Regions from separate parts of the Bos taurus genome. Here region 1 is linked to region 2. Evidence: chromatin contacts called from public Hi-C data. All regions are on one chromosome and are shown on one strand. The core of a region is the stretch at or near the end of the contact, and the rest is flanking DNA. Distances in the headings are between cores, read along the strand shown.

Region 1 (6,106 bases), core at 3,134-5,633, 48 kb before region 2:
TCTAGTGAGGCTGCATTCAGAGCAATGGCTCTCATCCTTCATATGGGTTTAGACTCTGCTCTTTCTCACAGCTTTCCCTGAAAGGTGCATATGTGGGGTGGGGAAGAAGTCCATTAGGAACCTGCTGGAAGATGGAAGAAGTGCCCCCCCATTTCACGCTTGCAGAGAATCCTCCATGGAGACCAGAAGACTTGGAGGGTCAAGTCCACATGGGACCAATCTGCTAGAGTACCTCCCATCATTCTATATTAAGATTTGAAGACTCATCCTATGGTCAATCATGTCTCCAAGATGCCATTGGGATTTATTAGAGTTTTGTTCTTGGGAAATACCTAGTTTAACCACTGCATTTAGCAGATAAGGCAAGTAAAGTCTGAAGAGGAGAAATGCACTGCCCAACATCATTCCAATTAGGAGTCAGATTGGCTTTTCTTATTCTTGCTTATATTAATATATTCCTCCCTTCCTTAAGTTATTGAAATGATATTTTCTAGGGAAAGTATATAGTGTTTCCAAAGCTCTCTTATCATCCTCATCACATGAGAAAAAAGTTCCAGCAACCCAGAGCTTACCACTTTCACCACTGTTTGCTCAGAGTAAACACTCAACAGATCTGTACTAAATAAATAACATTGTAATGTTAAAAAAAATATGCTGTTGTGGCCGAGATGGGGACTCAAACTTTAGCTGTGTTAGAGGTTTTACTGATGAAGGATGGGGTGCAATTTGTACCGTGAGATACCGAAGTATCTTCTCTCTTTCTGAAGAGGTGAGTGAACACCAGGACAGGGAAAGAGGCTGTGTCCACAGAAGGGCTTAACTGTGTATTTTTTTTAAGACCTGTGATGTGAGCACAGTTATAATTTGCATATAGTTTAAAGTTTTTCCCTTACATCGAAATTTCTCTAGTCATGGCTCTTCAGCAAAGCCAGTTACAGGAGCAACAGTTTTAGGATGGTGATGTTATCCTTTCCTCAAAAGTTCAGGACAGCTGAGGAATAAGGCACTAGAAAGAGATGACCTCTCAGCTCCGTTACCAAAACGCTGACCTGGAGAAGGGCTGGCCTGAAAAGCCCAGCCAAATCACCAAATCAGGAGTAGGGAAATGACAAGCCGGCTCTTGAGCTACAGAAGCTTGTTTTTTTTTTTTTTTTTTTGTAATAATTGTACTTATTTTGGCTGTGCTGGGTCTTTGTTGCTGCACAGGCTTTTCTCTAGTTGCAGTGTGCGGGAGCTACTCTAGCTGTGGCGTGCGGGCTTCTCGTTGCAGTGGCTTCTCTTGTTGCAGAGCATGGGCTCTAGGGCATGCAGTCTTCAGTAGTTGCGATTCCTGGCCTCTAGATCACAGCTCAGTAGTTGTGGCGCCTGGGCTTAGCTGCTCTGTGACACATGGGCTCTTCTAGAACCAGGGATCAAAGCCATGTCTCCTGCATTGGCAGGCAGATTCTTTACCACTAAGCCACCAGGGAAGCCCCTATAAGAGCTTGTTTTAAGAGAAGTGGGCCTGGGTTGGATCCTGTAACAGGCAGGACAATGTGAAGACACTCTGGTGTCATTGTTGGCCTGGGTTGGCCTTGGGTCCCATGAGTGGTGAGGATCATGGGAATTTCCAACCTGCCTTTTATAATTGGGTCTCCTTGTTTTTCTAAGGTCGTTCCCTTTTAACACTCCTCCTCCTGTAATGAGGAGGCAACAAGTAAGTACAGCCCAAAACTTCAGTTTCTGGAGTCAAGCTCTGCTGCTTTCAATAGCCAGATGTAGATGGCCAGGAGTCAGGATTCTCACTGCTTAAATAAGGAGATATCGGTGAGGCTGCTGCTGTGTTTACGTTGGTATGAAAATGAATGCTGATTCTAACCCTAATTCTAACGTTTCAGAAAACATACCATGAGCGTCACTACAATCCACCAGGAAATATCATCCCTTATTCACAGGAGAGGCCAGTGATTTTCAACCAAAGGGCCCCTGTTCTCTACCATTCTACACTCTTTTTCATTCACAAGCTCATTCAGATGTTTTTTTAAATATCAGTTCTATAACTTGGACAGAGATCTAGTTTCTGAAAGTGTATCAAGTCTGGGGTTGATATAGTTCAGGGAGAGTCTTGCTGTTTTACTGGACAACAGTCTGGTTTTAAGAAGTCAGACTGACAGTGTTCTCCCAACTGTAATGTCACCTAAATGACAAATATAAATGACATATATATGAAGTATATTTCTATATTTTAAAATTACATAACCGTCTGCTTAAGGGAAAGATCACGGTGAGCCTTGCCTGCCCAGGGACTTCTCCCAGGGTGGACTCTCCCACCTGAGGATCACTTAGGCTTCTCCCATCACTGCAACTCCCCACCCTCCGTCAGGAAATAAACCCCACGCCCTTGTGATGGGGTGCACTTATGATCTATCAGTCTAGACTACTGCCTGCAAACCACCTGGGGATCTTGTGAAAATGTACATTCTGACTCAGAGTCTCCCAGCTCCCAGTTAACAGCTCCCAGAGGGGTATTAGTGCTACTGGTTTTTCGACCACACTCTGAGTGTCCAGAAAAGGTCTAGACCAGCATTCTCTAACATGGATTCCCTGAAACTTTTTAAATGAAAAACAACAACAAATGTCCACAAACTGGAAAAGTTATCCCTCAGCCCTTCCTCAAAATACACTGTTACAAATCTGAGGAAGTTTTATGCTCCTATCAGTAATTATCTTAAACAGGACTCTCTCCATGGCTCTCTGATGATTTAAAGTTTCAAACTTCTCAGATAAGAGGGTGACTCTCATGACCCTGTTTCAGCACTCTTAATACAATGCTTGCAATTTATTTCCTGACTGGGTGTGGAGTTAGGTAGGTCTTCATGGAGTCCTTGGGATGATAGAAGAAACCAAGTTTAAAAACTTGTGTTTTAATTGCCAGAGTGTTACAATAGGTACAGAACTTGCTCAAAAACACATGGTAATTGCTTTGATCATGGAGTAAAAATCCAAATAATAAGATCCCAGAAGAGACACAGAGCCCAGCCCAGGGAGTGGGCACTTGGAAAACTGGGGGACAGATATACCTTTCAGAACAGGGCACATCTGATCAACTAGGAAAGAAAGAAAGGAAAGGAGGCAATGAGAAAGGTAGGGGCTGTCTCTCTTCAGGTAACCTCTTTTGAAGCAAGGGCACAAGCTTAGGCAGCAAGCTACTCATTTAAATCCTAACCTTCAGTGTTCTCTGTTAAAGCTCTCTGTTCTGCTTAGCTTCAAGCAGAAACTGCCTACCCCACTGCCTGACTCTGGGTTTAGTTTCCTGACAGTCAGGGACAGCAGACAGAGCTTTGTGCCATGGGATTTGGGGGGCAAATCAAGCTAGACAGAAATTTTGGCTCTGATGAATGACTTTCGGCAAGTTACTCACTTCCCTGAGCCTGTGCAATGGGGATAATATATAGTATCTTTTGCCTGGGAGAGTTGAAAGTTGAGAGATTATAAACATGATGTATGTAAAAGACCCAGCCAGGCACAAGGCATTTGCTGTTTGATTTAGTATTAATACTACGGAGTATTAAAGAATGGAGCTACTGTTTATGTTAGTGTTCATACTAGCAAGCCATGCTGGGTATGGCTTAGCAGCCAAGCAGCCACCTAGAGGCTAGTCTTAGAGTCTATAACTTTCCTTCCTTTTCCCACCTTTGTCAGGTAACTTGCATGGAAGTGGTGTGCTAGGGGTTGAGACTCAGTAGAAGGAGGGGCTGTATGTAAGACCTTGGCGAGGACACAGTCACAGTGACATGTCTGGAAGACAAGCGCCATATCATGCAAGGCTCAGCAAGTTCAAAGACCCAAACAAAGAGTGGAGCCTGGGACAGGACGTTCCATGAAGAGGAGACGTGTGCTTGTGCCTATGCTGGCGGCAGTGGGGCAGCAGCAGGAGGGTGCCTCCACGGTGGGGGCCTCGTTCTTACAAGAAGCGGCAGCTGGTTGCAGCCCCAGTCTGCAGCTTTTATGCTCTGTCACTTCCCTCTCACTTTCAAGTCATTGCCCAGGGCTGCCAAGACAGAGGGGGAAGTTATGAACCTAATCTGGGCTCAGGTCACATCTCTTGCTATTATTTTTTTCAGTGAACCGACTTTGGGGACGTTGTCTCTCTGAGCTTCATTGTGTTTTGTTAATCATGAAATTGGCATTCTTTACCTAACCTCCATCAGGGTTCATGACTGAGATTGCCAGATAAGCAAATAAGGCAGAAGACAGTTCAATCTGAATTTTAAAAAGGCAATAAATTATTTTAGTCTCTAGGACACAGTTGAATGTGGTAATTGTGTAGTATGTGCTGTGTGCTGTGTTTAGTTGCTCAGTCGTGTCCAACTCTTTGTGACCCCATGGACTGTTACCCGCCAGGCTTCTCTGTCCATGGGGATTCCCCAGGCAAGAATACTGGAATGGGGTGACATGCCCTCCTCCAGGGATTGTGTAACAATTGGTCCCAAACATTGTATGAGAAATACATTAAAAAAAAAAAAAAAAACTGTTGGTTACCTGAAACTCAAATTTAACTGGGTGTCCAATATTTTACTGGACAACCCCATTCATAGCAACTAAATGTTTAGCACAAAGAAGGTACTGACATGACTGCGAGCAAGGGCTACTCCTTCCTGTGGTTTTTATTTATTAATTTTGGCTACGCTGCGTCTTTGTTGCTTTTGCACAGGCTTTTCCTGGTTGTGGGAAGTGAAGGTTACTCTCTAGGTGCAGCGTGCAGGCTTCTCGTTGCCATGGCTTCTCTTGCTGTGGAGCCCAGGCTCTAGAGCAAGTGGGCTTCAGTAGTTGTTGCAAACAGGCTTAATTGTTCCTCATTTTTTAATGGAGGCAACATTGGTTTAAAATATTTCGTGTGTACAACACAATTCAATTTATGTATATAATAACGGGTATACACCACCAAAAGTTTAGTTTCTGTCCAACATACACTTCGCCCTTTACACCCATCTTCACCTCTTCCTACCCCCTTTCCTCTTCGGCAACCACCAAGCTGTTCTCTGTATCTGTTCATTTGTGTTTTGTTTTTAGATTCCAAATATCAGTGAAATTAAATGGTATTTGTCTTCTCCTTCTGACTTGCGTCACTTAGCATAATACCTTCCAGGCCCAGTCATGTCACAAACAGCAGGATTTCATCTTTTTTTAATTATGTGTCTGTGAGCGTGTATCACCTCTTCTTTATCCATTTCATCCACTGAAGGACACTTAGTTTGTGTCCATATCTTGGCTGCTGTAAATCTATAACAAGCACAGGAATACATAGAGACAGAAAACAGACTGGTGTTGCCAAGGGGGAGGAGTTTGGGGGAGGGGTAGAGTGGGAGGCTGGGGTTAGCAACCTGCTCTTGAGTCTTCCAACAAATGCCTTATACACTCCCTCTAAATGCCTTATTTTCCAAACTAGAAAATACAGAACAACTGCATCATAATGAGACATTTCATTCACGTGCTTCTCATTCTGGAGCCTACAAACACTGATTCCAGTGGATGACTGTGGTATTTGTACCGTACTGACTTGTCAAGGCTGTATATTGTCACCCCGTTTATTTAACTTATATGCAGAGTACATCATGAGAAACACTGGACTGGAAGAAACACAAACTGGAATCAAGATTACCGGGAGAAATACCAATAACCTCAGATATGCAGATGACACCACCCTTATGGCAGAAAGTGAAGAGGAACTCAAAAGCCTCTTGATGAAAGTGAAAGTGGAGAGTGAAAAAGTTGGCTTAAAGCTCAACATTCAGAAAACGAAGATCATGGCATCTGGTCCCACCACTTCATGGGAAATAGATGTGGAAACAGTGGAAACAGTGTCAGACTTTATTTTTGGGGGCTCCAAAATCACTGCAGATGGTGACTGCAGTCATGAAATTAAAAGACGCTTACTCCTTGGAAGGAAAGTTATGACCAACCTAGATAGCATGTTGAAAAGCAGAGACATTACTTTGCCAACAAAGGTTCATCTAGTCAAGGCTATGGTTTTTCCTGTGGTCATGTATGGATGTGAGAGTTGGACTGTGAAGAAGGCTGAGCGCCGAAGAATTGATGCTTTTGAACTGTGGTGTTGGAGAAGACT
Region 2 (6,273 bases), core at 1,718-4,217:
AAAGACAAATCCAAACCAAAGAATAGTCCTAAGAAAACACCCTTTGTATGTTCATCTGCTGTTGGTAGAGGAGTTAATTTTTAATCTCAGGTTGATTTCTTCGTATCCAGAATGCTTTATTTTTGCTGTGAGTTGCTTCCTGAAGTGATTACCTGTCTATTGCCCACACCCCGTCGTTAAAAATAAGAAAAGATCACATAATTATTTCTTTAATATGTTCATTTTATATATTGGAATGAAAGTAGATTAAAGATCTGTTCCATAGGTTACAGCTGTTTATACTATAACTCATTACTTCTCAGAGTCACAAGTCTTAACAGCTAGCTGTGCATATCTAAAGTGTAAATTCCTGGTGTTTTTACACTTTTCACAGTGAAACTTATCCAGATTTGTCTACAGGAGCTATTTCTGTTTGTTGTACACTGAGAAAGAGCTACATAGGATGAGAAATGAAAGGTCTCATGGGACTAAAAATGAAATATCTTTTATGGCAACTTAAAAACCTTACTATCACTACTTGGGCTTTCTTGGTGGCTCAGTAGTAGAGAAGCCATCTGACAATACAGAAAACGCAGATTCGATCCCTGATCGCAGAAGATCCCACCTGCTTGCAGCGACTAAGCCTAGGCGCTACAATATTGAACTTGTGCTCCAGAGCATGGCAACAACAATTACTGAAGCCTGTGTGCCCTAGAGCCTGTTTTCTGCAACAAGAGAAGCCACAGCAATGAGAAGCCTGTGCACCGCAACTAGAGAAAAACCCACGCAGCAACGAAGACCCAACACAGCCAAAAATAAATAAGGTTAAATAAAAAATGTTATTATCACTACTTGTAGTAATTACAAGGTTTTCTTCACAAAAGTATTTTGACTCACAATCAATTTTTAACCTTGGGACAACTTCTTGTTATCAATATATGTCATGTACCTGAACATATGGCTCAAGAGCCACTATCAGCCACCCCACTGCAAGAGATGTAAACTAATTCAAATTTAACCTGAAGAGAATTCAGAACCTGCCATTAAAACTCATATTGTGTATTTTGAAGAAAAACAAGTCACTTTTAACTATATGCTTTGGGGAATTATTGGTAGACTTGCTTATTCATATATTTTTAAAGATTACCTTTTCTCCCCTGCATACCCAAGTCTCTGTTTCACTCCTTTGCATTCAATCCCACGGGTTTTTTCTTTCTAAAAATCTAGGAATCTTTACAGAAATATTGTGTTTCCCCTTAAATTAACAAGATTAGGAGGCATTGAAGCTAAGTGACCCTAAATTCTATGGCACCCTCAGGTATTAGACATGCAAAAACTGTAAGAGGCACCAAAATTCACTAGGGAAGAGAAAAAAATACTTTGAAGTTTTTTTGACTATTTTTAAAATTGTGTTTAAGAATAATACCTTGCAAGCCAATTTTAACATTATCCAGAACATAGCATCTAAATACTATGATAGTTTCTTTCCCCACATCCTTGTAAGCCAATTGTAACATTATCCAGAACATAGCATCTAAATACTATGAGCGAAGTTTTTTCCCCCCGCATCTTCAGAAATCAGTACAACTTTATAATCCCTTATCTGAAACCTTATTTGGCCTGATAGGTTTCAGAATTCAGAACATTTATCAGAAAAGTGTGTCTGCCACATATTATGTAACATCACTAGAAAGCACAGAAGATGCACTGCAACCAAACTCATTCCTATTTTTGTAGCGAACTTACAAATACTCATTTGTATCCTCAGTTTCCTTCTGGTCAGATTTTACAGAGTTAGGAAAAGATTGGGACCTGGGACGGACATGTTAATTTGAAATCCAGTTATTTATATTTGATATCCATTTCACAATCACTGTAAACCATTGGCCTTTTCTTTCACAAAAATGAAAATGTATTTAAAATGAAAACTGAAACAGTGTATTTCCAGGAGTAAATGTAAAATAGACTTGCTTGTGAAACTATGTTAATTGTATTACGATCTTTCTCTAGCACTTGCCTAATTCCCTCGGGTTAAAAACTTCATTTCTTGGTGCGACAGTAGAAGGTATCAGGTCAGCCTGAAGCTTGCAGTATGAGTCCCTGCGCGCTTCAAGGGCCTTGGGCAGCAGGAAGACCTGTGGGAGGGTAGGGAAGCTCCGATAGCCCAGTGCTGCAGGATGTCTAGCTGGGCAAATTTCAGCCCCAGTGGATGAAGCAAAAGAGAGACCAAGTGGGGATTTATGTGGTTACTGTTCTCTTGGTAGGACACGGAGGGAACGACAGTATTCCTCCTTAAGGCACTGGTATAAATTCTTACTTGGGAGTTACAAAAATGACAAGGAATTCTTCACTTTGGGAAGAGCGGCTGCTAAGTAGGAGCTGGGGTTCGAAGAGGAACAGCGCAGCGAGTCTTGCACAGCTTGCGTGAAAATGGGCCATTTGTTTTTATACCGGTTCCAGAGAGGCACCTGAGCGGAGTGCAGCCGGCCCTCAGCTCCAGCCACGTCCCGAGTGAGGCGCTGTGGTCCAACAGCTGCAAGCAGTAAACCGCTGCCAGGCTGGGTTCGGACTGTGGCCCTTACGGCCTGCCCGCCAGGCCTGTAAGTGGCGGGCAGCGGACCAGGAAAGCCCGAAAAGGGCGTGGCCAAGTCGCGAGAAAGCGCAGGCCCAGCCGGCCCTCCGTCCCTTCAAGGACGGGGCGGGACCCTCAGGGCATCCCAACAAATCCCCGTTTCCCGTTAACCGCGGGGCGGGACCCTCGCGGCTTTCCGTCCAATTCTCGCGCCTCTGGGCGTGAGGGAAGCAGGCGGGTGCTGCTGGGGGCTGCAGCGGAGTTGGTGAAGCGCAGAGCGGGGTGGGGACTACTTGGCTGGCAGAGTTTGCGCTCCCTCCCTCTCTACCCTAACATTTTGGGGGTGGGGAGAAGTTAAGGACAGGGTTAAATGGTGTAGAGCGGCAGAGGTGACAGGACTCGGCGGAGGTAACTTCGTGCTTGTCTCTGGCCCAGGTCTGAGAAGTACTCCTGAAGTTGGGCCGCTGGGCTGGTCCGTGGTGGTGCTTCGTTAGATTGCTGTCACCTGGTGGCTTTTAGAGTGTGTGCGGAGCTACCTTTGCTTTGGTGGGGAGCGTCTCCGAGCTCTCGTCGCCCTCTCCTCCTGTCTCTAGTGCCAGGCTTTGAACTTGGCAGCCCTGCGATAAATCGCCAGCACCAGGTACCTGGGCACCGGGAGGTACATGGTAATCTTGGGCTTATCTAATGGAAGGAGTGCGGTTGTCCTAGTAATTCACCTAGTTAATCCGTGTAGTAATTTTTATCTAGCTTTCTGGCAGATGGACTTTTTGTGTGTGTTTGCTGTGAATTCCGAAGGGATGAGACTTGGCGCCTCCCAAGCCTTCAGTTCGGAGAAGGCAATGGCACCCCACTCCAGTACTTTTGCCTAGAAAATCCCATGGACGGAGGAGCCTGGTAGGCTCCAGTCCATGGGGTCGCTAAGAGTCGGACACGACTGAGCGACTTCACTTTCACTTTTCACTTTCATGCATTGGAGAAGGAAATGGCAACCCACTCCAGTGTTCTTGCCTGGAGAATCCCAGGGACGGGAAGCCTGGTGGGCTGACGTCTCTGTGGTCTCACAGAGTCGGACACGACTGAAGCGACTTAGCAGCAGCAGCAGCAGCAGCAGCAACCCTTCAGTTGTATGTCTTCCACCCTCTTTTACTAGTTTTTGGTAATTTTTTACTCCTGGAATTGTTAAGCTTGTTTTCGTCCTGCCCACAGTTCACCGGCTCAGTTCACACCCCTGTGGTTCCTGAACAGAATTGTTACAGCAAGCACTTGGCAGTCCTAAACAACTCGTCTTGGTTTACCGGTATGTGGTTCCTTTTACTTTTTCCTGATTCTGTTTTGTACTCAGTTTCCATCTTACTGCTCCCAGGTGGCCCACTGTAATTAAGTCTGGCATCATCACTTTCCTAAAGCATTTATTTATAGGTTCTTTTGGAATTGTATTATTCAGTCTTTGTGATTGAGAGTTCAAAACAATCCTCCATGAAAGAATCTGATAATTCACATTTTTACTGTGTACCTCTGGCTGAGTTAAGACCATAGTGAGTATGGAATTGATCGTCGTGGTCTCAGATGCCTAGAGTCTAAGTGGCACGGATGTATACAGAGAATAGCGTGTTTTTCTACACAGGTGTATTAGTTTCCTATTGCTACATAACAATTTATCACAAACCTAACAGTTAAGCAATTTATTAACCTGCATCTCTATAGATGCAAAGTTTGGGTAGGTTTAGCTGGGTTCACTGCTTAGTGTCTCACAAAGCTGAAATGAATTTGTTGGTCCGGCCTTTCTGAGGGAGAATCCATCTTCAGATTCATTGAGGTTGTTGGTAGAATTAATTTCCATGCGGTTATTAATTTCCATGCAGAATTAATTTCCCATCAGGACCGAGGTTCTCATTTCCTTACTGGCTGTCACCTGGGGCCTCTCTCAGTTCCACGGGAGCAAGTGCATTTTCAAAGCCAGACAGCACCTTCAACCCTTCCACCTCTTGGAGAAAGCTTTCTGCTCCTAAGAGCTCAAGGGATTAGATTAGGCCCACCTGGATAATCCCTCTTCTTTAAGGTCAATTTTGCAATAACACCATCACAGTCCAAGAAGTGATAATCTCATATTCACAGGTTCTGGGTATTAGAGGGGGCAGAATCAAGAGGGCCACTTACAGAAATCCTGCTTAACATGATGTGATTGTCTCAAAACTAGATTATTTTTATAATTCAGTTTCAAAGGTATTAAGGAAAAAATTAACCCTAACAATGATTATTTGAGTATCCTCTCTACAGATAAAGAAATTCAGATAAAGTTATTTGTCTCAGGGCATGTGAGTAGAAAATGATGAGTTGGCATTTGGACCCAGATCTGCATTTCTTTTAGTCCTAAAGCCATGTTTATGGATGGTCACAGTGAAGTGCAGTTAGTCATTTAGATAGGAAAAAGCTGAGGAATTGGGATATTTGTTGTATCTCAGTTTTGGATTATCTCTTTATATTAGTGGTGTAGGCTAAGCTCTTCTTCCTTAACAAAGAAAGCCAAACTACAGTGGCATAAGTAAAAGGGTTTTTTTTTTTTCGGTGGTGGTGGTGGTGGTTTTTTGTTTGTTTTTCTTATACATCTAGAGGAAGGAGTCCAGGTCTAGTAGGAAGGTGCTAACAGCCTCAATACCTGTCTCCTATAAATGGGTCCAAAGTGCTAGTCCAGTTGGCTTTCCTGCTTGGCAGTGAGAAGAGAAAGCAGAGAACACCTGTAGTTCCTTACAGGGGCATAAGCTGGAGGCAGCATACACATCTAAAAGCCATACTGAGCTCCAAGGGAGAGTAGGAGAGATACAGCTGTGTGGCCTGCTACCCAGCTGAGACTCAGGATTCTGTTAAGAAAGGGTGAGAATTATATTGGCTTAGAGCAGTCTCTGCCACACCATTGTTTTGTTTTTTTTTTTAAGTAATGTTTTATTCTGTAACTTTCTGTGAGTGGAATATACTATTTGACTTTGCTATTAGTTTTAACAAGTAGTATTTGAAAGGCCAGGAAATTCTTAATATTACTGTTCCTTGATTTCTCAGCTGCTATTTTAATATATTGGAGAAGGAAATGGCACCCCACTCCAGTACTCTTGCCTGGAAAATCCCACGGACGGAGGAGCCTGGTAGGTTACAGTCCGTGGGGTCGCAGAGAGTCGGACACGACTGAAGTGACTGAGCACATTTTAATATATAATTTTAAAGGCTTCTTTGAGGAATTTCTTTTTCTATTCACATTTTGTGTTACTTTGATTTCTCTGAAAATTAATACATCTGGAAAATGTTCAAGATTGCTTTATGATACTCGATCATTCTGTGTAGGCCTCACTGCACAATTAGGTTACAGCAGCTTGTTGTATGACTTATGCATTCTGTTGATTTATGCATTCTGTAATATTTTGTAAGTTTATGATTTAATGACTCTTCCATACCTTCATATTTTCCTCTTGAAATTTCTTTCTCTCAGTCCATTGTCCTTTTCTATACATCTGCATTCTACGTACCCATTTAGACTGACTGTAAGTCCCCTCTCCCACTATCAGGTATGGGAGGAAGATTATGGTCAAACAGATCTGTATTTGAGCTGTTGGTTTGATCTTAGGCAATTTAGTAAATCTCTAAGATTTGACTTCTTATGTAAATGGCAGTGAATGCCATTTTTCATAGAATGAAGATGAAGGAGATGATACATTTTCTATCACACTTACTGC

Evidence for each region. A called contact is a pair of places that touch in the nucleus more often than the background predicts.
Region 1: a contact with region 2 is called in a Hi-C map of liver, with 2.9 times the contacts expected there. The contact joins the enhancer-like site here to the promoter of CROT in region 2. A contact is called at or near these places in 2 of 11 Hi-C or Micro-C datasets (liver and skeletal muscle).

Annotation. Positions count from the first base shown.
Region 1 is chr4:33,190,163-33,196,268 of ARS-UCD2.0, reverse strand. No RefSeq gene overlaps it. Among named protein-coding and RNA genes, the nearest start is that of TMEM243, 34 kb to the left of the region's middle. Within about 2 kb of position 4,383, at least 1 of the 102 cell types and tissues checked has an H3K27ac peak or open chromatin away from gene starts, as enhancers often do. A contact at or near this core is called in liver, where this site is marked.
Region 2 is chr4:33,140,886-33,147,158 of ARS-UCD2.0, reverse strand. It overlaps CROT (carnitine O-octanoyltransferase), which reads left to right and starts at 2,967. Exons shown (of 18, transcript NM_177494.2): 1 at 2,967-3,191; 2 at 3,758-3,848.